Linked DNA regions of Oryzias latipes: regions 1 and 3 are each linked to region 2. The links are chromatin contacts, called in public Hi-C maps. All regions are on one chromosome and are shown on one strand. The core of a region is the stretch at or near the end of the contact, and the rest is flanking DNA. Distances in the headings are between cores, read along the strand shown. Region 1 has its middle 14 kb from the start of LOC110015326. Region 2 holds the start of LOC101157054 (serine/threonine-protein kinase pim-1). Region 3 has its middle 30 kb from the start of LOC105354319.

Region 1 (4,305 bases), core at 1,540-4,039, 120 kb before region 2:
GCTGGAGCACCACAAAGCAGAACAGTGACTGGCTATTTTTTGCTTCAGGGAAGGCCACAAAACTCAAATTTAAATGTAGAAAAGCAAATGCCCTGCATGAATACTTTTGCTGAATGTTTCTAAATTCTGCAGGAATAATGCAAAGCAGTGACAAACTTCAAACATTTGGCAGAAATGACAGCCGGCGACTTATCTGCTGCATCCAGAGAGGAGTGTGGTCACAGAGTTCAGCGCTATCATGTGACTCTTTCCTTCCTCTTTCTGACTTAACTGGTGTTTAGTTTCTAAGAACTGATTCAGCGTCGTCTCACCGCAGTTTCACTCTACTGTCTGCTGAAAATGATAATGTCTTTGAGGTTTGGATTATGACTTCTGCTGGTTTTACTGACTCTCTGCAGAATTTTCACACAGGTTATGCAAACGTGATGCTGCACCTACTGAACCAGATTCTAGACGGATCACCTTGTTCCTGAATGAAGCTTCCCTTGTGAGGATTGTTGAGTGCAACTGGATTTTCAAAGCTTCGTATGAAAAGATGAAAGTGTTATAGTGCATGTGCGATTCCTGCATTGAAGTGTCAGCTTCACACAAAAAAAAGGCCAAAAACTGTTAAATCCGGATGCTCCCCTTGGATGCTCGGCTGCAGCCCGTTTCCTTGGTAACAGAGGAGTTTGGCTGGGAACCAGAACCTGCAGAAATTCCCTTACAGTGCTCACTTTATTTTCTAGGCAACAGCAGAGACAGCCGTATTGCAATATCTCCAAATGTTTGCATGCGTGTAAAGAAAATACACGTCTAGACGGGCTCACTTCTTTCTCTGCTTTCATTCAGTTTCACACATCCAGCCTCTGTCTGCTCTCATGAGAGCAAATACTTCCACTTTTCCTGTACGTTGAAAAATGTGCCAAACTACAGGCAGATTGATGTCCCAGTGGGCTTTCCAGTGTGTCTTTAGTATCAGCAGGAAACATTTGATAAAGGGACGGTTATCTACTTTAGTCAAAACATCAAGGTAACAACTAGTCATTTCTTGAAAAACAAGTTTTCTGAGGGAATTATAGACTCACTCCAGTGAGAAGAGTGTTTTGGGAGTTTTTGTGACATTTTTCTGACGATGGAGGAGATATAGTAAGAAAATCAAGCTCAAAATTACATTTCTGAGTATTTCTTTAACCCCTTGTGCCATCTTAGATGACCCCACCCTCACATTGACGTGTTCTCCCTACCATGACAAAGGTGGATAAAGGTGGAAAGATTTCATGTAATCCATGGACACCAGTGAAGATCACAAATCATTGAAGAAAAAAGGTTCAGAGCACTGTCTAGTGGGTCTAGATGACCCAACTCCCAATGTTAAAGTGCCTAGGACAGCACAAGGGTTAAGCTCAAAAGCTGACATGAAAAGTCACTTTTCTCCACATCGGAATCAGCTGATTCACGTTGAACGGTCAACGATTTACAGTTTGTCAAAGGGCATGTGGTATTTAGGTGTTGCTGAGTTAAACATGTCACTGCAACCATGTAAACAAAGGTTTACAAAATACAGCTTTAATGTGTATTTGTATTTCATAAGGAACTTTTGATTTGTTGACAAAACTGATCAAACTGAACTTTCAGAGATGTTCATTTTTTTCGCAGCGAGTCTTCATGCAACATTATCATATTTTCACTGTATTCTTTTCACTCGTTGAAGTAAAGACTTGGAAATGTTTTGATGGCTTCTCTTCTTTATGGCCTCAATTTGTGATGCCACTCAGACGGAGAGACAAAGGTTTTTTTCACGCTAACTTTGCGGCCCTCATCTCATGCCTCAAAATTCACTTTCACCCCGATTTCATCATGCCCATCCAGCTTTCTTTGGGAGCCGTGCGTCAGCAGTAATGGGTTGTGACGGATGTTTTAGGCCTCATGCTTTTTTCTTTTTTGGGGAGGGGGACAACAGAGCCTGGTAAGCTCTGGAGTCCACACACCATGGGAAAAAGAGAGGCATCCAGATTACAAGTCCATCAGAAACCCCTGACCCCTTTAGTTATTATGGGTACCTCAGCTTCTTTACCTACATTCCCTCTTCCCAGGAAAGCTTTTCCCTTTTTCCATCTGAATTGGGAGAGCCATAACCCATAATCTCTTCATCTCCTCCCTCTTCTTCTTCTTTAATGCCTTCAAGTCTCCTTGTCTTAGAGGAGCTTTTGTTTCTGGAAACCGCTGGAGTCCCTGCCGTGGAATGCTGTTGGCAGCCTGGTCCCGCCTCCTGGAACGGCATTCCCATGCTGGGTCATTGTTGAGGGATTGATCGATCCGGGGTCGCAGTTAAGGAAGTGAACTCGGAAGTTTTCACCAGAGTTTAGCACCGTCTTGGTGCAACTCATCATGATTTATTTCTGCAAACACAAGAAAATGTCTTGGGATTACTTCAGAAGGGTTTGTTGAAGTTCTGGTCAAACCTAGATTAGAATTATGCTGTCAATCATTCAAAAAGGAGGCACAAATGTAACATATTTATAATTGCTATTTAAAAAAAAGGCCTCCAAAGATTTTAAAAGCACAGTTTTATCATTTCATAAATATTAACCATATAATGTAACGTCGTGCCCCAGATATTTGATAAGTCGGGTCAGCTTGATGAAGCGTTGATGACGAGTTTTTCAGTTTTAGATTTGAGATCAATGGGTCTCTGCTCCATGTGGTCGTCAAGGCTCCTTTGGTTTAATGTGGGAAGACAAAGCCATCGATGATGTGAGGTGGGGTGCAGACACACCACACACAAAGGGGGGGAGGGGGGCAGCAGCGTTTGAGGCTCCAGTGAAAGGAACTGTGTGTGGCGGTCGCGGCAATTCAGAGGCCTTTACTCGACAGAAGCCTTTGTGTCTCATCCAAAGATTGCAAGTTCACAGGAGCACAAAGAGGCTGAAAAAAGGAGGGAAAGTGAGGGCCTATAGACCTTTTTATTAATGCTTCTTTTTCTTTTACTTTAAAGGCTTGCCTCATTACCTGAATGCGTGATAGATACAGACACTTTGGACACATGTTCACAGACAGAGGAACATGCAGCCCACATCTAAGAAGGCTTTCCTGGGGCGGCAAAGGGGAGGCAGGAGGCGGTATATGAAGACGGGCCTCTTGCTTTCCACAAATGACAAGAAATATATTTGAAAACCTGTTACTTTTTAGTGTTGTGCATAATAACACATTTTCTGTTTTTAAGAACATAATAGCCCTGTGACAGACAATGTCTCAGCACATCATCATGGATACTTAAAATCTAAAAGCCTTACAATTCTTTTAGCCACATTTGGAGCATTTTTTGGAGTAACTGTCAAAACCTAAATTCTCCCAAAGTTTTAGTACACTCTGAATACTTTTGATGTTTTTTCTTTGGCTGTTTCCAACCTAAAGTTTTTACATCAGTATCTGGTTTGGCGCAACAGTACAACCACCATCTAACAACAGGAAGAAGTGGTCTTTTGTGTGGAGATCACACTGGTTTTAGATGTTCCAAATGTCTGCAGAGCTCCTGTAGGGAGTAAATCCTTGAGCCATGACTGGAGAAAGCCTCTTTTTTTGCAGGACCATGTGAGCTTTGGGGGTTTTTCTCTCAGTGCTGCTCCGCTGTCTTTGCATTTGGTTTTCATGGCGCTGTCTCTACCATCAGCATGGCATCTGTCCCTGCTTCTAAATATGAATCGTCTTCATTTTAAAGCCATGTCCCCCAGCCACTTTGTACATTTTGCACAGATGAAAATTGGTCACATGTGAAAATACGTGGAAAAGTTGTGTTGTTTACGTGAAATTTTCACTGATGTATCACGAATGAACCACGTTAAAACCACAGAAGAAGCTTTTGAGCTTTTGCAGAAAACCACTTCTTTGAAGCAGTTTTTTTTCTTTTTTTTAAAAGGTGAGAAGTCAGAGATGAGTTTACAATCTCACGATGATGAGAATAAAAATCTTTTGTTCAGACTCCTCTGTTCTTCGCTTTCTTGTTTGGCTGCACTGGAATAAAGAACTACTTCCCACGATGTGAAAAAGCTGCACTGAAATACACAGACCATCTGCTAATGCTCCATTTAGCTTTCCAAGAAAGCAGGCCATCTTGGAATAGAAACACCAAGAGGATAGATCTGTGTTCGCATTATGGTCTTGCTGAGTGGTGTAAGTGTCTCCCGTCAAGTATGATCCCATTAGAACAGGAGAAGGAGCCAGATTTATCTTCTCACATCCCCATTTGTGCGTGCACTATCACACAAACATGCACATTTTACTAAAAATATGTGGGCTTCACACTAGCCGTTTCCACTGACTGTT
Region 2 (4,264 bases), core at 495-2,994:
CAACAATTTGAATAAAAAAACAATCAGAAATGCATTTTTAAGCTTAATTTTTCTTTATACGCTGCCTCCATCATGAGAAAAATGCCTCTCTTTTAGAAGAAAGAGAGGCAAACGTTGCAAATTCGGCACAGGACTCTCGTTTGGTGTGAACGCAGCATTAGAGTTTTTCTTCTTTTCTGTTTTTTTTTTTTGTTCCTTTCATGAAGAGTAGCACATTACTTTAACATATTCTTTGCACAAAACACATCCATACATCTTCATGACTGGAAAGGAGCAGAGAGAGGAAAAAAAATCCAAAATTACTGCCCTTATGTCAGATCCTAAAGAAAAAGGGGAAAAAAGAGACAATTCTAAATTCACTTTTCTGCCTGCCACCACACCCAACACACATAACCACCCAATATATTCCTAATACTTTTTTTATTATTTGTACAGATTTCAGAACTTTCTAATGGGATTTTATTTTATTTTTTTTAAGAAAGGGCCCTGTTTAATCAATCATTTCCATTCGATCCATCCATTCATCCACGCTGGTTTCATCCTGGGAGGGGTCGTGGTCGTTTGGCGAAGTCGGGGTGCAGCCTGGACAGTTTTCCCCTTTAGATGAGTTTGCAAAAGCTGAAGGTCACTTCAAATGTCACCGACTCGAGGAGAAGCCCCTCATGAAGGTCAGAGGTCAAGGAACATGGTTTAACGTGGCCGTGGATGTGCATGAACTTTATGAGCCTGCCTCTGCAACGATTGCTGCTTACACTGTTATAATTCACTACAGTGTAATGGGATTGAGTCACAATGCAAGAAAGACAAAACTGTTAGTGAAGCTACGTGAGATTTGAAGTGCTTCATGACTTGAGTTGGTTTTAAATCTGTTTTCCAATAAATCTCTGTTATGACGGTTGAAGGGATGCCTTGGAATTTCAAAGGAAAACGAAATGCAAGTTGAGCGGGTTTTTTTGAAGAAAAAAAAAAAGCACATGTCATTCAGACAATAACAGGCGCGGGAAAAAAGGAGGGCGGAGGAGTGGAGGAGCAGAGAGAGAGAGGGGGGGGGGTGTTTGGAGGAGTAAATGGGACTCTTTTTATCTCCAGTTTCCCACATCCTGTGAACGGCTGCAAACGCGGCCACCCAATTTGAAAGAATGAGAGGAATGCGAGCCCCCCTCCCCCCCGCCCCAAACCCTCCCGCGCGCCCGCCCCTCGCGCCGCTTTGATGCGCAGCCAGTGGAGGGGACATTGTCAGTTAACAGAGCTCCAGACTGATAAACTGCGCTTTTAATGGGAAGATAATCAGGTAAATGGTCGGCCTGTTAAAACAACCGCATTGATTAACTGCTATGTCTGTGTCCAATCACCAAAAATATTATAAATATAAACAAAATAAATAAGTAAGTGCTCATTTGTTTTTATCAAATATGGTCATAAAAATAAGTATTTTTTTTCCTTTTTGGTTCTCCAGATGAAAAGCACTCATGTATTTTTTTATATATAATTATTTCTCCTGTGGAAGCAGCGTCTGTCTGAGTTCCTAATAATGGTTTAGTCTGGTTTTTGGCGCGTTTTGATTCCCGCCACGTCTGTCTGGGCCGGCCGGTTAAGAGGCTGTCTGTATTTTTATTTTGTGATTGACGGGCGTTTGGAACTCAATCCTTCAACCCCATTGGCGGAGAGGACCGAGAGGGGCGGAGATCCCATTGACGTCACTCATCCTTTGCTACGACTCATATAAGAATCCTGCCCCCCTCGGATCTCCTTTCAGGAGCCAGCGTCTGGCCAATGCCTCAACTCTTTTAATTTAAAACTGTGTATATAAATTATTTTTACTCGTTTGTTTACAAATATTGCGACTATATTTTGTTTTTTGGAGCTCCGCACTGCGGGATTTGGTCCCTGTGTTCCCCCCTACCCCGGAGCTCAGGCGGATTGTCCTCCCCTCTGGATGAAAGGATTCCTGCCGCATTTTTGTCGCTGCAACGTGGACTTTCAGCCCTCCAGCTCACGGGAGAGTCGCAGCCCGCCTCTGGATTAAAACAAAACAAAGTCCCAGCTCCAGCCGGTCCGTGGTGGATTATTATTCCAGAAATGCTGCTGTCCAAGCTGAATTCTCTGGCCGCAGACATGCCGGCGAAGATCCAGCTCCAGGTTCATCAAGGTTAGCCGCCCTCCGCGCTGTCATGGAGGACTGCAGTGGCCGGCAGCTCCGGCTCACTGTAGCGCCTCTTTCCCCCCCGAAACTGGGCTCTTTTCTTCCCGCTTTTCTTTATCTCTGGGATTTACCGGCTCCGTGTCTTTTTTGCAGTGAAGGAGAAGGAGCCGTTCGAGAAGCTGTACCAGGTCGGCGCGGTGCTGGGAAGCGGCGGCTTCGGGACCGTCTACGCCGGCACGAGGATTTCCGACGGAGTTCCGGTGAGCACGCGCCACATTTCCCTGACTCCTGCTGCGAAAATTCAGTCAGTGTTCGGGAGTTAAAACGTTGTTTTTTCTGCCGGTTACAGGTCGCTGTTAAGCACGTAGCCAGGGACAGGGTCTCCGAGTGGGGAGAACTGGTAAGAAACTAAACATGAGCGCAAATGTATCTGAATTTAACGTTAAAAAAAACGGAGCATTTATGGTGGATTTTGGTGTTTTCAGCCGAGCGGCGCGCGGGTTCCGATGGAGATAGTTCTGCTGAAGAAGGTCGGGACGGGCTTCCGCGGCGTCATCAAGATGCTAGACTGGTTCGAGCGGCCGGACAGCTTCATCATCGTCATGGAGAGACCCGAGAACGTCAAGGATCTGTTCGACTTCATCACCGAGAGGGGGGCCTTACCGGAGGAGCTGGCGCGGAGCTTCTTCCGCCAGGTGCTGGAGGCCGTGCGCCACTGCCACAGCTGCGGCGTGGTGCACCGGGACATCAAGGACGAGAACATCCTCATTGACCTCCGCACCGGGGAGATGAAGCTCATCGACTTCGGCTCCGGGGCTCTGCTGAAAGACACCATCTACACGGACTTTGACGGTAAATTTATTTATATATAAATATATATATTTTTTATGTTTTAGGATAAGTGCGCGTGACTTTCAGGCTCACGTAACAGAAATTCCTCCGAGTCAGTTACAAACAAAACCTCAAAGGTTTTCCGCCCCCTGGCGGACGGAAGTGGTATTTTTACAACCCAAAGTTTGTAAACAAAGTCACATGTCTGCTCCCCTCCCACGCGCGCGCCTCCCTCTCTTGCAAACACGGGCTGTCAGAGCTCCTGAGCCTCAGCTGACAGTTATGCAACCACACCTGCAAGGCTTTTATTTACACCTTATTGGATCTATTGCAGCGTTTAAAGATTTTTTTATATTTTCTTTTCCACAGGTACACGAGTGTACAGTCCACCTGAGTGGATCAAGTATCACCGCTACCAGGGGCGCTCTGCCACTGTGTGGTCTCTGGGTATCCTGCTATATGACATGGTGTGTGGGGACATCCCATTCGAGCACGACGAGGAGATCACCCGGGGTCAGGTTCTGTTTCGGAGGAGAATCTCTACAGGTGAGTTCACCCCTGCTCACCCCGCCGGCACGTCTGCATCGCCGGCGCTGTGGACTAACACGACGCTTCCCCCTCTACTCCTCCAGAATGCCAGCACCTCATCAAATGGTGTCTGAGTCTGCGACCGACTGACCGGCCGTCCTTCGAGGACGTCATCAACCACTCGTGGATGCAGAGCACCGCCTCTTCGGGGGTGTCCACGGCGCAGACGGAGAAGACGACCACGGAGATCCGACTGCACAGCATCAGCCACGAGCCCAGCTCCTTCACGCCACCCCCCGTGGGCGTGGCGCGGTGATGGCCGTTCGCACTGTTCTGGACTGAACACTGTCTGAAGGACTAATAGCCGAGACTGCGTCGCCGCCCAACCAGGAGGCGCCTCGCCCTGAGGGGCCGCTCCACGCCGTCCTCCTGTGGGACCGGGTTGAACACTGGTCGTCCTGCTCAACAGCTCCCGGGCAGTAAGGACTCCTCTGGCTGCAGCGCCCTGCACTTCTTCCTCCTGATTCCCAAAGGCAGGAGATGCAAGATTTACAGGCGTTTGTCACAGAGGAGCTGCTCGTTCTGGAGAAAGTGCCTTCTTAGAGATGGGGGGGGGGAAGGGGGGCCTGATGATACTTGAACCTGAGAAATCAAAAAGGCAAAGGAACCTTTTTGCTTCCTTACAAGGCTTTATATTTGTTGCTGTCAGTTTTAGTTTTTTCCTCTCATGGGCCTAGATCAGTGAAGCCTGTGCCAGTTTTA
Region 3 (4,316 bases), core at 1,244-3,743, 65 kb before region 2:
TTTTAACATGATCTTGTGGCATTTTTCTCATAATAGAGAACATATGGAAAGAATATTTAGCTCAAAACTCCATTTCTGAATATTTCTCTTTTCAGGTTGTTGTAAATCAGGAGCAGAAGGAATAACGGGCCACAAGCTTCCTGCCCCACTCTGGAACGGGAAGGGGAACGAATGGGAGGCGGGGTCACTGTGCACCAAAGGTCCCGCCCACAACTCAGTGGTGAATTTCTGATTAACTCCTGCCAGAAACTGTCCTAGAAAACGACACCGTTTTTTTTAGGGGGGGGGGGGGGGGGGGGGGGGGGGGACTGGTAACACTTTAAAAACAGATTAAAAGATGATCAAAGTGAGACTTTGAGTAAAATCATAGTTTTACAGCTTGAAGTCAGGAAACAAATTGAAACATGATGAAGCACTGAAGCGAGTGTTGTTGTGTTTAGTTGTTTACATCCTGGAATTGTTGATTGAGGTTTTGAGGGGGGTTGATGCTTTTCAGAGTCTTACTCGTGAGCTTCTTCCTGTCATTTGGGTTCGCTGGAACTGGACGGCAGTTGGAGACGCAGTTATGAAATTTTTCTGAATGACTCAGCAAAGCTAAAAAGGGCTTTAAATTTTAAAGATGCAAGATTGTTTTTGTTTCTCATCAAATTTAGATTTTAAATCATCACCTGATGTCACTTTTTTTTCTTTTTCTCTCCATATTTTTTCACTATCAGGCAATCTGGAGAAGTTTAAACCTCAAAGAGACAAACTGGAGACTTTTTTTATCCAACAAAGTCCTTTCACTAACAGAGAAGTAGATCTTCAGATAAGTCGTTGTGTACCAAAGAACCTCGGCCTGAGCTTGTTAGTATTGACTAGAATGAGTCTTTACAGGTCAACGACCTGAATTGTGGTGTGTCTGGTTCTTCAGGCAGCTCCGGTATTCCAATCCGTTAATGATGTTTATCAGACTCATAAGTGCATTTAGAAGTGATCAGGATTGACGATCAGTTTAAAAATGCTGATCAGACACCAGACTGAACACTGAATGACTTTGAAAAAGCCCAAAACGATTGAGAGTTACACAAAAAAAGGAACATTTGACAGGATTTTGGGGTTTGTCAGGTAGTTTTTTGAAGCAGTTGTAACAAAGAACTTACAGTTCATCCTCAGTATATATTAAAATAAAAGGGCGTTCCTCTTTATTTGTGGAACACCAGGTACATCATTTTCTCTGAAGGAACAGCTGTAAGAAAAACAAAGATCTACAGGGAAGACATCCGGGAAATTCAGGAAAGCTTTGGGATAGGCAGTCAGAGAAATGTTGGCTTCATTTGACAGATATTGCTACAACAGTGGCAGCGTACAAGTGGTAACCATGGTGATCTGAACCCAACATCCAGTCAAAGGGGTGAGGCTCTAATGATGATGATGATGATGGTTATTGGAATTGGGAGGAATGGCGTAAAAGAGCAACGATTATGGAAAAAAGACAAAGGGAGGAGAAGGAAAATTGATGGGAAAACGGCTGGAAGGAGTGACTCACAGAGGGGGTTGAGAGGCAGCACACTGGGGGAGGAAGAATAGCTGAAGAGGAATGTGGAAGATGAATCAGAGGGAAAAGACATGAAGGATGATAAAAGGAGAAATCAATCTCAGGATGAAGAGACTTTGCTACAAAGGAAGGGATGAAAGGACAAACTTTCAGGGAAGTGAGGGGAATAACTGATCCGAGGTGGAGAAGAAGAGGAGAAGTCGACAACCGATCAAATACACAACTTGATCACAAATAACCAGGTGGAGATGGAAGATGGTGGTGAAAAGACGAAAAGCAGAGAAAGACAGGAAAATTTGTAAAAATTGATGAAAAAAAGATGATGAATTTGCTGGATATTAGAGTGAATGGGAAATTCTAGATATTCTTGTCAATAAAGGTTATTATAAAAAGTAAAAAGAACTAATTTTGGTCCAAAAGGAATCATTTTTGTTGTCAAACATTTATTTTTCTTTTAAAGTAACTACACCTGGAGTTAATTTGAAATGTGAAGTCAAACACGTTTGTCTCTATTTGTTTACTGATAAAAAATGGGGTGCGCATGGAGGAATTAAAAAAAACTGTTTTAGAAAAACAAATAACTAACCTGCTGCATTTGGAAGCAGCCGTCTGCCTGTTCTTGTGACAGTAAATTAAAGGCAGTCTGTATAATGATCTATTTTGCCTTTTTGAATTAAAAAAAAAAGTATAGACTTTTGGGAAGCTTTAGCAATTTTGTGTTGTTTGAACTCAAACCTAAAATTAAACATATTGAATTCCTGGTAAAGCAAGTGTTACATTTCTTGGCTTTGTCTTTCAAACCTGACGGGTTTGTGTCACTGAGATGCAGCAGAAACATTCTAAATTCAGTCGGAGAGCAAGAAGGGAAGGTGGCGAGTGGAAAGGTCAGCTTTTTGGCGCTGTGATTGGCCAGCTGAGACCTGCAGCTCCACAGTCAGCCGCCCATCAGTCACTCTGTCCTGATAGAAGACGGATGAAAACAGAGTGTGTTTGTCAGAGCTGCTGGGCGTCAGGCTCACAGTGTCAGTTTCTGCAAACCCTCACACATGCCATCTCCAGTTTATAGTATCTCTGTCCCGAGCAGTGGATCCGCCGTCACGTGTGTCACAAAATTCTTCGGTCTGTCTTCAATTATGATGAGATGCGCAGACGTGAGGTGTCAACACTGGCAAAGACGAGCAGGCACTTCCCATTTTTCCTCATAAAGGGTCATCTTTTCCCAGCTGACAGGGTTTTTCGCCCTGTTAGTCGTGTGATTTATCGCCCCCACCGCGGCTGAAGGTTGGAGGCGGATGGGAGTGCGGTGCAAACAGCTGAGCAGGGCAACGTGTCAGTACAGAACGCCACGCCCCAATTCAACCACCGCCCCCCCCACAGACATACACAAATCTGACAGCTTCATAAATTGAATTAGGCCTTAATATCCTCTGTTGACGGATGACAGAAAGTAAGGAAACAGCTTCCATACATTCAAACATCCTGGCACAGGTGTTTAGTGTAGATAAGAAAGCACAAGTTAGGCCTAATCTACACATACATGTGGCATTTTGAGGGTGCTAACGAGGTCGTGATGCAAATACAGTCCTGGAGAATATACGTGTCAGCATAGCTTAGAGTAAAAAACCATAAAAATCGTTCAACATGAACTCACTCTGGCAAATTTGGAGGCTTTAGCAGCAAAAGTTTCAGACGTAAAAGTGGCGTTTTCCATGAACAACAAGAAATATGGAAAAATGTAAGTTCAGTTTTGGAAATTTAGGGGATTCAGCAGGTTCTGAAAATGGATGAATGGATGGATAGTAAAGTGTAATTGTCCTTCTTCAAGTGCTTTCACACTGGCGTTTGTTTGTTGCCATGGATCTGTGTTTTTCACACGGTGTGCCGGTGAGATGGTGAGGTGTTCTGTGGGAAATCACTCATTTTCACGGTTTTCACAAACATTTATCATCTCCAGGATATCAGCTCTGTGTTCATCCAAACAGGCCCTGATAAAACACTGAGTAGTTAGGAATATGAAAAATCATCTTTGTGTTGATTTAATTGCATCAAAGACACTTTGATAAGAATGACAGTACCGCGATCTAGCCGCAGTTTTAGCAAATACCAGTAGTTCTGTTTTTGCAAAAGTCCCGCCCCTTTAACTGTCTCCACCAATCATTCTTGGAGACCTAATCATACATCATCAGCATCACTTCTGACCAATCAGTCAGAGGAGAAGGAATAACGAGTTAACAAGTGGTTAACGTCCTCACTTCCTTGTTACGACTTGGCTCATGAAGTATCTGAGAGTATATCCAGACTAGAAAACTCTTTGTTCTGGATCGAGTCCCAAACCTTGCGTTTGGTCTGTATTCATATTGGCATCAAGCGGATCGTTCTGTAACGGACCAAAGCTTGGACACAAAACCACGTGGCTCTTCAGTCATTGGCCAGGAACTACGAGGGCGGGTCAAAGAGGCAAAAGAAATACGGACGAGCTGCGCTTTACAATTCTTTTTGGGAAAGTTATCGTAGAAAATGTTATGGTTCGATTACCAGTTTTGAACGTCGGGAAAAATACTTTTTACATGTTACGTTGGTACGAAGGCGAGCTGCACGGTGGTAACTGGCAAGGAAAGTGTGTGCTTTAACTCAGAGGATGCTAGCAAATGCAGTGCCGAGGAGACGCCCATTCTTGCTCTGCTACCTTTCTTCTTTCTTTAACATGTTCTTGATAATCCTCTTTTATCCCAGATTGCATTGCTGCTACAGCAGGAAACTGTAATAATCTGTTTTGAAT

What was found. Hi-C and Micro-C count contacts between places; a contact is called where the count stands out from the background.
Region 1: a contact with region 2 is called in a Hi-C map of embryo, with 3 times the contacts expected there. The contact joins the enhancer-like site here to the promoter of LOC101157054 in region 2. A contact is called at or near these places in 2 of 5 Hi-C or Micro-C datasets (both in embryo).
Region 3: a Hi-C map of fibroblasts shows a contact between it and region 2, with 2.1 times the contacts expected there. The contact joins the enhancer-like site here to the promoter of LOC101157054 in region 2. A contact is called at or near these places in 2 of 5 Hi-C or Micro-C datasets (embryo and fibroblasts).

Annotation. Positions count from the first base shown.
Region 1 is chr7:3,961,150-3,965,454 of ASM223467v1, reverse strand. No RefSeq gene overlaps it. Among protein-coding and RNA genes, the nearest start is that of LOC110015326, 14 kb to the right of the region's middle. Within about 2 kb of position 2,789, at least 4 of the 8 cell types and tissues checked have an H3K27ac peak or open chromatin away from gene starts, as enhancers often do. A contact at or near this core is called in embryo, where this site is marked.
Region 2 is chr7:3,840,798-3,845,061 of ASM223467v1, reverse strand. It overlaps LOC101157054 (serine/threonine-protein kinase pim-1), which reads left to right and starts at 1,744. Exons shown (of 6, transcript XM_011476764.3): 1 at 1,744-2,149; 2 at 2,297-2,403; 3 at 2,493-2,543; 4 at 2,629-2,995; 5 at 3,344-3,520; 6 at 3,607-4,264. The coding sequence starts at 2,080. The coding sequence ends at 3,818.
Region 3 is chr7:3,906,913-3,911,228 of ASM223467v1, reverse strand. No RefSeq gene overlaps it. Among protein-coding and RNA genes, the nearest start is that of LOC105354319, 30 kb to the right of the region's middle. Within about 2 kb of position 2,493, at least 2 of the 8 cell types and tissues checked have an H3K27ac peak or open chromatin away from gene starts, as enhancers often do.